Regions from separate parts of the Mus musculus genome. Here region 2 is linked to region 1. A link is a contact called in public promoter capture Hi-C data. All regions are on one chromosome and are shown on one strand. Each heading gives the region's core, a stretch centred on a gene start, on an enhancer-like site or on the middle of the called end of the contact. The rest is flanking DNA. Distances are from core to core; before and after follow the strand shown.

Region 1 (5,253 bases), core at 1,130-3,629:
CAGAGCACCTGTGGGGGCAGGGGGGAGGCATGGTAGCGTCTGGTGAGACTCACCAGGGTTTGGGTGGGACCAAAAGTACCAACAGCTGAAAAAAAAAAAACTGCACACAAGCCAGCACAGGCCACACAGAGAATATGGGGAGAGGACAATGAGTGGCTCTGGGTCATGGTGACAGAGCCATAGGATGACAGAGCAATGAAAGTGAGGAGACTGGGATGGAAAGGGCCCAGTAACATTCATCAAACTCTGACCCACAGGTCAGGCAGAGATGTGGTTTCCTAAGGAGAGCTAGAGTGCAGTATTCCATGTGATAAAACTGTGGCCTGGGAATTGTCAAAGGACTGAGTCCTCAGCCCGTGCTTTGTCATGTCCACCTAAGATGCGACTGGCTATCTGAAAGCCAGACACTCAAAGGCTCCTAGGCTCTTATGTGCTTTGGGCTGGGGGAGGCAGCCAGCTGGGCTCTTGGCCCAGTTCCCATTGAACTTTGCCAGTTTGATGCTGTGGGGTACCCTGTGGCCCTGGGACTAATTAACCCCCAAGAAGCCAAGCCTTTGATCTTTATTTAGAAAGGGAGAACTTAGAAAGATGCAAACAAAGCAATACTTTGAATGCTAACACTTTAAAAAAAAAAAAGCTTACACTTGGCAAATGTCTGTTCTGAGAGTCTACAGTGCTTCATTGAAACGGGTGTGGCATGAAGAATTTAGGAAGGCCTCAACGATCTCCTGCAATGAGCAAACCCCTCAACTATGAAGGACATGCAACTTTGTTTCGCCTGGAACTTTAAGTCCCAGTTCCCTGGTGTCTGAAGTCCACTCTCATTACCATACCTCACCCCCTGCACACAGACTAGAGATCTCCTGCCTCAGTCTCCTGAGTGTTGGGTTACAGACATGCCTCGCCTGGTTTCCTCTTTATATGAAGCTCTAGTTTTCTTCTGAGGACCCACTTTGTGAAGTTGTAAGACTCTGGGTCTGTACCTATCCCACCCCCAACTGGCCACCCCAACCTAAGCTTTAGGCCATTAGGCTACTCTTGAAGGTCTCTAATAGCCAGGAAGGAGACTGGCTGGCACCTACCCTCAGGGCAGATAAATTGTCACTGTCAGGCCTGAGCACTTAGCATCTGGTGTTTCTCTGCTTGGACCCCTTTGCCTTTAGCATAATATTCAAATTCTGCCCAGGCCACTTGAATCCCTCCAGGCCTACCCATCGATCCTTATTCCCTCCCACTTAAGGGTCCCCCAAATACCATAATGTGACACCCCCACAACACCAGTCACACTCTTCCCTCTTTTCAGGCTGTCTTTTCTTGCCCTGTTTCTCCACCTTCTATAACTGATTCACTATCGCTGGTCACCAAAGCCCCAGAGAATGCCCCAGCCTGTGTTGGCTCCCTTAAGGCCCCCACAGCATTTTCAAGTGGACTCCAATTTGGCAATCCTTTTTTTTTTTTTTTTTTTAAGATTTATTTATTTATTATATGTAAGTACACTGTAGCTGTCTTCAGACACTCCAGAAGAGGGAGTCAGATCTCATTACGGATGGTTGTGAGCCACCATGTGGTTGCTGGGATTTGAACTCTGGACCTTTGGAAGAGCAGTCGGGTGCTCTTACCCACTGAGCCATCTCACCAGCCCCCCAATTTGGCAATCCTACTGTCTTAAAAACCTCCTGTGTGAGTGCTTTGACTGCACCCTGTGTACGTGGGACCGTGGGACCGTGGAACCGTGGGACCGTGGGACCGGTGTGCTGTAGAAAGCCAGTTCTCTGATCACTTTTCCTGACCAGGGCTTGGGACCCATTCTGTACCCTTCTGTAGGGAGGTGGGCCCCTGGATCCTTATGGCCCAGGCTCCTGAGTTGCTTAGGGGCAAATATGGACCCTTGGGTCCAAATAGCTTGTCTCATGACTGTGAGTTGTTGCTTATGGGCAAACTGGGCCTCGAAGGCCTATCTCATGACTGTCAGTTGCTTGGGGGCAAATGTGGAGCCCAATTCTGCCTGAGGCGTCCACCCTAACTGCTCAGAAACAAAGCAAGGGCAGGGAGTGTGGCTACGGCTTTGGTGCTGTCTAAATCTGGTTCTCGGCCCCTGGCTAAGCGCATCTCAAGAATGGACCTCAGTCGGGGTAGCAGAGAACCGGTTCGGCGATCTTCAGCACAGAAAAGGTTAAGCCACCGTCTCCCCCACCCCTCGAAAGGCGAGGGGGCGAGTGAGTGCGGCAGAAGGTCCTGTTTACCGTGGCTCCCCTCGGCGGCGGGCCCTGGGAGAGTGGTTGCTGTGGCAACCGGCCGGGCGCCCGCCAGCTGCGGATTAGCTCACTGGAGCCGCGGGATGGGTCGGGAGGAGGGGGCGCGCGTCACTGCAGACGGTCGCGGCGCAGCCCAGGGCAGAGGAAGGGGCCGCGCGCGCGGGAGGCCAGAGGAGACGCAGCACGCCTCCGAGGCCGGAGGCGGCGGGGACCGGACGGGAGCGCGCGCGGCGGGGACCCGAGGGGCTCGCGGCGGCCGGGGGAGGCCGCGCGGACAAAGGCGCGGAGGGCAGCGGGCCATGGCGCCCCAGGCCCCCGCCGCCCCTGCCCCGGGCGACCGCGAGTTGCGCCCCAGAACCCGCGGAGCCGACGCCCGTAGAGAGGTAGGGCTGGGCGCCGGAGTGCGGGCGACCTCGGGGGAGACCCGGGAGGGTACGCGCGGGGGCGACGAGGAGACTGCAGGCGCAAGCCGGGGCTCCTCGCAGGCGGCGCTGGGGACGCTTCAGCGGGGCCCTGGGGACCCGCGCAGGAAGCGATCCACAGCTCTTTCCCGGGTCGGGCTAACTTCAGGGCCGAAGAAACTTGCAGAAACTGGGCAGAGCCCGGCCCTGCGCTGTGCCGGAGCTCCCGGGCGGCTGTGAGTGAGTACGCGCGTGTGAGACCGAGTGTGTACGCTGGGGTGGGGGAGTCCAGGCGGCTCTAGTCGGGATTTGTCGTGGTGGAAAGTGGGGTACGTTGAAGTTTACTTCTCCCACTTTCCTCCCCAAGGATGGAGTTGGGAGTAGATGGAGCCCAGGGTAAGTCTCTTAACCACACAGGATATAGTCCTGTGCAGGAGAGTCACTGTGATATGGAGTCAGACCACTGAGCCAGAGGGAGCTCAGCGCCCGGAATCCTGTAGTGAGGGGCAGACACAGGAAGCTAAGGAGTGCCTTCCTTTGGCCCTGGATTGGAACAAGGAGAGAGCTGGGACCCTAATTTAACCAGCCTGCTGAGGAAGGAGCAGGCTGACTTCTGGCCGGGTGCTCTGATGGCTTTCAGGGTTGTGACTATAGCTCCCCAAAAGACAGGTAATTGTGGAGTGTGGTAATAGTGTTATAATAGGCACTTTACAGTAATTTGTTATGAAACACTTGCACCTGCTGTGGTTACTATAGAAAAGCCTTTCTCCTTCAGTACCAAACACCTGAAGAGTTGAATAGGCTCTTTAGGGAATGGACCACAGAGGAGAGAGTTGGAGATTCAGAGAGGAAGCAGAAGGCAAACAGAAACAGACAGTTTATTTATTTGAGACAGGGTCTCAGTATGTGACCCAGGCTGGCCTCAAACTTAAAGTCCTCCCTTTTGTCTTAACTCTCTAAATTCAGGATTACTGGTAGGCAGGCAGGCTCAGTTCAGGGACTTGTTTGTTTGAGGCAGGGTCTCAGGTAGCTTAGACAGACCTTGAACTTGATTTTGAATTAATTTTTTTAAATGTACTATATCTTTATGAGTTTCCCTGAATGTATGTCTGTACACCATGTTCATGCAGTGCCCACGGCCGCTCTAGTGCCTATCCTCTAGGACTGGAGTTAGTTACACACAGTTGTGGGCTGCTATGTGAGTGCTAGGAATTGAACCCAGGTCCTCTGGAAGAGCAGCCCGAGCTCGTGCTCTTAACTGATGAGCCATCTCTCTAGTCCCTGAGTCTACCTCCAAAACACTAGAATTACGGGAGTGTGGCACAAACCTTTATGAGATGTCTGGGGTCAAACCTGGGGCTTCCTGCTTGCTCAGTAAGTTCTCTACCAACTAAGCTATGTCTCCAGCTCTGAGACTATTTTTTAAATTAAAATAATTTTATTGCATTTTTATTTATTGTGTATGTGCTACTAGTCATGTATGTAGATCAGAAGACAATTTGTAGGAGTCAGTTCTGCCCTCCCATCGTGTGGGTGGTCAGGATTGAACTTTCAGGACATCAGGCTGAGCCAACTTGCCATTCCTCAGAGACTGTAAGGGATGGTAATAAGGGACTGGCAGAGAGCTTCGTGTCTGGATGTTCATTCTGGAAGATGCACCTGCCAGGTCTTACTTCACTCATATAAATGGGTCTGCGTGCTGGTGACTGGGGACATGTTGGTACCAGAAGCTACCATTCCAGTCTGGCCTGGCTATTCATGCTGTATGCTGTAGAACCAGGAGAATCCAGAGAGGATGCCTGTGGATGCCCTGGGAGTCACTCCACCATGAAAGTGCAGGGAAGGTTATCTGGGACAGAGGAGACAGCAAAGTCACCCAAAGGCCAGAGAGGCAGGCATGGGGGAGAACCCGTGTGTCTGCAGCATGGAGTCAGAGCCTCTCCCTTTCTTCCTGCCGCCTCCATTGTGCATGCGTCTGTCTGTCTGTCTGTTGTCTGTCTCAGCAAGGCAGGGCAAGGTGGAATGTGGAAGGAGGAGTTCCTCTGAGTAGGAATGATGGACCGGCTTTGTGTTTTAGAAAGCTCACTCTGGCCTTGAGGCCAGTGAGACCCAGGCTTTGCAGCCCTGTTGCATGGCAGTGGTAAGGCAAGAGAAATGGATGGGGTCTGGAGGTTGAAAAGTAGGCAAGGGTGATGGGTGTGGGCACGGGATGAGGTTACTTAAACTAAAACCAACGCCAGAGATGTTCAGCAGGAGAGGGCAGAAGAGGGGCGACATTTTGAATGGCGTGAATGGAGCAGATTACAGCACTTGGACAATGAACTTGGCTTCCAGTTTTCTGGCAGCTTAGGAACAAACAAAAAATGCACTAGATTGCATAGCTTTGGACTGGGGACAACAGAAAGCATACAAATGAACTTTCAGAACAAATTTTTTCCTGGAATTGAACTCAACTGGGAGTTCATCAGAGGAACTTCATGTAAAGAGTAGAGAGCGACAGAGGGGGAAAAATAAAGTCCTCATACGTAAACAAAATGATAAACACAGATAAGGCAGAGAGAGAGAGAGGGAGAGAGAGAGAGAGAGAGAGAAAACAC
Region 2 (5,241 bases), core at 2,568-5,067, 180 kb after region 1:
CACCTGTTGCTTACCTGGGCACTCTTTCACCTCTCTGGTGAGCAGGTAGTTTTTGCTTTTTCTTCTGCTTTCCTCTGCAGCCCTCCGTCGTCTCCTTCGTCCTCTTGTCTTGCAGCGCAGTGGGAACTCAAGTTCCGGCCCCTGGAGTCAAGTTCGGTGGACAGAGAAAGCGAAAGGGAAACAAGGGCAATCCCTCCCACTTGCAAGGAGCCTGAAGCCCCAGGTGAGGTGCTGGCCAGGTACAGGGCCCAGCGCAGACAGCTAGCTTTCCTGCCAGTGTTCATCAGATCAGGAGAAAGCACAGAGAAGAATCGCCTTTCACTCAACAGACACCCGCTAAGCTACCCTGTTCCTTCTTTTGCTCTGCATCCTTCATCGAACATCCTTCCTGATCCGCTTGTTTGGCTGGGCTGAGCGGCTGTTAACTGAGATGACCGCGACTTAAAGGAAGATACTGATCTGGGTCTTGAGTGACTTGTTTTGAGAAGAAAGGAGGTGCTCAAGCAACTTAACAAAGTAAAGCGAGGGTCCACAAGATGCCTCCATAGGTAAAGGCTGCCAAGCTAGAAGACCTGAGTTCTAGCTCCAGGACCCAGCTAGTGGCAAGTTGTTCTCTGACCACACATACATGCATGAAGACAGGTACACATGCCAAATAGATACAAGCAAAAGAAAAAAAAAATCCCAAACCAACCAAACAAAAAGGCCCCAAATTAAAAGAACGTAGTGCAGTTGGGGATTTAGATTAATGGTAGAATATTTGCCTAGGAAGTGCAAGGTCCTGGGTTCTGTTTCTAGCCCTAAAATAAAATAATGAATAAAATAAAGGTGCTTTACTGCATGTGGGGGGTGTAGGGAGAGAGTGTTATGTAGAACTTTTACCACACAGCAGAGGCTAATTTTTAAGTGTGAGAAAACTTAGAGCCAATTAGTCCTTGATGCTGGCAGTAAGAGCAAAGATCTGAGGTAAATTTCCTATTTCTACCCAAAGACTCTATCAATTCTAGACTTTGATAATTAACTACCTTCAGAGCCTATCATAAGAACTAGATTGTCAAGCTGGAAAGATGGCTCCATGGATAAGAATGCTTACTGTTCTTCTTGAGTTCAGTTCCCAGCGTTCTTGTCATGCAGGCCTGAAATGGGAGATGATTGTTCCTCATTCAAGAACATCATGTCAAGCCGGGTGTGGTGGCACACGCCTTTAATCCCAGCATTTGGGAGGCAGAGGCAGGCTGATTTCTGAGTTTGAGGCCAGCTTGGTCTACAGAGTGAGTTCCAGGACAGCCAGGGCTACACAGAGAAACCCTGTTTCGAAAAACAAAACAAACAAACAAACAAACAAAAAAGAACATCTTGTCTGTGATGCCTTCAAATAACCTTTAAGTTGTGACTCATCTTAACCCATCCACACGATTTTTTCAAGAATCTCTCTTTTAAGCAAGGTAACCCAACATTATGTTAGTTTCTCACTCTGTCCAGAGAAAAAGACACTGTCACATGCTGCTGCTGGCTGTGGCTTTCAGAGCCACTGTCACATGTATAACTTGGAAACTGGTTGTAGGTCAAGATACACCGCAAATGTGTGGGCTGGGGCAGGAAACGAAGACTTGCAACGTCAGTGTCAGAGAGGGGAGCTGCAAACGGTTTCTTGTTTTGTTTTTGATCGCTGTTTAAGGCAACTGTCTCAGACCCAGCCCGCATCACACACTGGGAGAGCACCTAGAGGTGGAAATCAAAGACCCATCCGAGGCCTTTCTACTTCATTTTTATTTTTTTTCAATCAATTAATTAATCCTTACTTATGTGAATGAGTGTGTTAATCTATGTGTGCCTGCCATACGTTCGGGTGCCCAAGGAGACCAGGAAAAGGCATAGGATTGCTTGGAACTAGAGTTATGGCAGGTTGTGAGCTGCCTGGTCTGGGTGCTGGGGACTGAGCTCAGGTTTTTAGAACAGCAGCTGCTCTTAATCTCTGAAACACCCCCAGCACCGTCATCTCCTCTTCAACTTCCCTTTAAATCCACAAGAGGAAGGCTGAACCGCATACAATCTGGAAATCTACTTACTAGGTTTTGCTTTTTGCCCACATCCTCTTCTACCCCAGGCGCTTCCTTGGCAACCTAGGTGGGTGTGTCCCTCCCTTACCTGACTCTCCCTACTTGTTTCTTCTTTTATTTTGCAGTGTAAGGTATTTGGCTTGCACATATGTCTGTGCACCACGTGCATGCCCTGTGCTGGAGGAGGTCAGATCCCCTGGAGTTATAGACAGATGTGAGGTACCATGTAGGTGCTGGGGATTTAACTCAGGTTCTCTGGAAGAGCAACCAGCTCTCCAGCCCCCGCCCCCTTACGGTGTGCACCTAAGCTGTAAAACAAACAAATAATAAACTGTGTTTGGGGCTGCTGAGTTACTTTTAGGTGACCCTAAGACTTTCTGCATTAGCTCATTACTCCAGCGTCTCCTCTGCTGGGGGATCTTGGGTCTATTGCTGTGGCTTCAGTTTTCCTAACCAAAACCCTTCAGGGTTTTAGTAAAGTTTAGCTAAAAGCTGGTCTGTAAGTCAAGAAGAGTTTGGTGGATGTCACCGAAGACATAAGATTAACTGTGAAATGAACCCAGGTCCAGGAGTGCCTTTTGTAGACCAGGCTGGCCTCGAACTCAGAAATCCGACTGCCTCTGCCTCCCGAGTGCTGGGACTAAAGGCGTGCGCCGGGTGGAAGCGTTCTTACTACCTGGCCTTGGATGCCCTGAAAGAGGAAACTGGGTGGTAGCACGGGAATCTTCCTTCTCTCCTCTTTCTCCTCCTCCACGTCTTCCTCTCCCCCTTTCTATTTTTATTTATGTGTTTTTGTATGTCTCTGTGTGTGTCATGTTCACGGAGGCCAGATGAGGGTGTCAGGTCCTCTGGAACTAGAGTGTGAGTCACCATGGAACCAAATCTAAGTCTCCTAGATGGGCAGTCACTGCTCTTAACTGCTGAGCCGTCTCTCCAGTTCCATTTTTTAAAAAATGATTTATTTATTTTTATTATATGTAATTACACTGTAGCTGTCTTCAGACACTCCAGAAGAGGGAGTCAGATCTCATTACTGATGGTGTGAGCCACCATGTGGTTGCTGGGATTTGAACTTCGGACCTTCAGAAGAGCAGTTCTTACCCACTGAGCCATCTCACCAGCCCTCTACAGTTCCATTTTTAAAAATGCACAGATGTGGGCTGGTGAGATGGCTCAGTGGTAAGAGCACCCGACTGCTCTTCCGAAGTCCAGAGTTCAAATCCCAGCAACCACATGGTGGCTCACAACCATCTGTAACAAGATCTGACGCCCTCTTCTGGAGTGTCTGAAGACAGCTACAGTGTACTTACATATAATAAATAAATAAATCTTTTTTAAAAAAAAAAATGCACAGATGTATGTATGTACGTACATATGTATGTATTTAATCATCTTTCCAGCTACGCTGCTGGGGATCTTAATACGAACTATTTATTTTGGTGCAATGGCAATGGGGTGCAGAGCTGTGAATACAAACAGGTGAATGACTATTCCTACCTATATGGACAACTGCATTTAATTAAACAAGAGTCTAAAACAGAATAACGCCTCCTCTTGAAAAAATGGTCAGCCTATCGGTTCTTCTCAAATGATATCTCTCACTCGTTGCTTTTCTCCGCTAACATTTCTGGACCTAGTCCCTTCCTGCAGGAGCTCAGTTAAACCCAACCAGTGGACTTTACAGCTCGCAGGTAAAGCGGCACTGGCGGACTACAGCTCCCGGCATGCACCTGTCCCCGAGGTCACGTGAGCGTCCGGAAGCTCTGGCCACATCCCGCTGGGTGAGGTGGCGGCGGGGGCGGCGGGAGCGGAGTCTAGCGGAGCGGGTTCTTCGGCGGGTCTCAGGTGCGAGCCTGCGTGCGCTCGGGTGCTTGGGGTCCTGGCCGGGTTGGGCGCGCGGTGGGCTTCGGGCGTGGGAAGCGCGGACAGCTGGTGGGTGTGGCGGCTCGGGCGCCGCTGGCAGCTGGCCCCCACCAGACCCCCACCGGGACCCCACCGGAGCTCCTGGTGCTGCCGCTGTGCAGTCCCGAGGCTGTGTGCACCGCAGAGGGAGGAGGACACCAGACACCAGAGAGGGAAGGTGGCCCAGCCCAGCCCACGCAGACCTCCCGGGTAGGGGGTACTTGTTCCCCTCGGCCCACCGATCTTGGCTCATGGGACGTTTGAACGGAAGAAAATGAAACCCAAGGAAAGGGTTCATGGTTTAGCAAGAGGAGGGCCACGTTTCAGGTAGGGTGGGAGGCGTTTGGATAGGATGCACGGAGGTCAGAGGGAGAATTGACTTCGTGGAAAAACTAGGGGTTTGTTTTCGAGTAACTGCCACGACCTCAGGGAATTCGGCTCTGCTTCTTATTCGAATGTCAGACTTTGGTTGTTCTTATTTGTAGAGTGTGGCCTGTTCTTAATTTTGATAAGACAATGGGGATGTGTCCACTTTTAACATTTTCTGCAATATGTTAAGCGATGCCGTGATATTTTACTGAAATGTTTAGAGGATACCTAGTTGCCAGGGCGAGCCTCTTTAGCCATTGCTTGATGTCTTCACTCACATTTCTGTTTACGAAACAATCACTGATGAAGAGAACACCTCGACTACTGTGGTAGTTGAATTATTCTTTTGCCACTTGCCAGATGTTCCTTGTAAGTAAAACAGAGTCTGCCCTAAACACACAGTAAATCCTTTCATTTAATCCTTAAGTGAGGAAAGAAGTGAAGTAAATGGACTTGACCTTTAGTGTCAGAGTTCTCTGTTTTTCAGGAGCAGTTCAGTGCTCATTGTTTAAGGTTTTGGATGAGTGCCTGGTCCTCAAGTGAGGATGACATGCTGTTGTTGCAGTGATAACTGGCACGATTAGGGCTTTGTCTGAAGGGCAGAGGAGAAAGTAGTTGTCTTTGAAAGAAAATAGGGAGAAGTTGGCCTTAGGAACCCTGGTATAAATGGATGTGGTTTTAGGAACCCTGAAACAGCTAGCTAAGTCCTTAACATCTGTGGTAATGCGGCAGTTTTAAGAAAAAGTGTGTGTGTGTGTGTGTGTGTGTGTGTGTGAGAGAGAGAGAGAGAGAGAGAGAGAGAGAGAGCGAGCAAGTGCACGGACAAGTGTCGAATAGTCCAGGTAATCACCATCTCCCTGTGTAACTGAAGATGTCCTTGACCTTCTAATCTTCCTGTCTCTGGAGTGCT

What was found. Capture Hi-C pulls out chosen DNA fragments and counts their contacts.
Region 2: a promoter capture Hi-C map of liver shows a contact between it and region 1. The contact joins the promoter of Slc37a3 here to the promoter of Dennd2a in region 1. A contact is called at or near these places in 8 of 39 promoter capture datasets (the 3T3-L1 cell line, 3T3-L1-derived adipocytes, the HPC-7 cell line and 4 more), 8 of 484 Hi-C or Micro-C datasets (the C2C12 cell line, cerebral cortex, embryonic stem cells and 2 more), 9 of 115 datasets of contacts at active chromatin or transcription factors (bone marrow-derived macrophages, cardiomyocytes, embryonic stem cells and 3 more) and 5 of 9 other capture datasets (adipose tissue, bone marrow-derived macrophages, embryonic stem cells and 2 more).

Annotation. Positions count from the first base shown.
Region 1 is chr6:39,554,960-39,560,212 of GRCm38.p6, reverse strand. It overlaps Dennd2a (DENN/MADD domain containing 2A), which reads left to right and starts at 2,379. Exons shown (of 19, transcript NM_172477.4): 1 at 2,379-2,638.
Region 2 is chr6:39,376,283-39,381,523 of GRCm38.p6, reverse strand. Slc37a3 (solute carrier family 37 (glycerol-3-phosphate transporter), member 3) reads left to right here and starts at 3,817. Exons shown (of 15, transcript NM_028123.3): 1 at 3,817-3,905. Rab19 (RAB19, member RAS oncogene family) reads right to left here and starts at 171. Exons shown (of 4, transcript NM_011226.2): 1 at 15-171.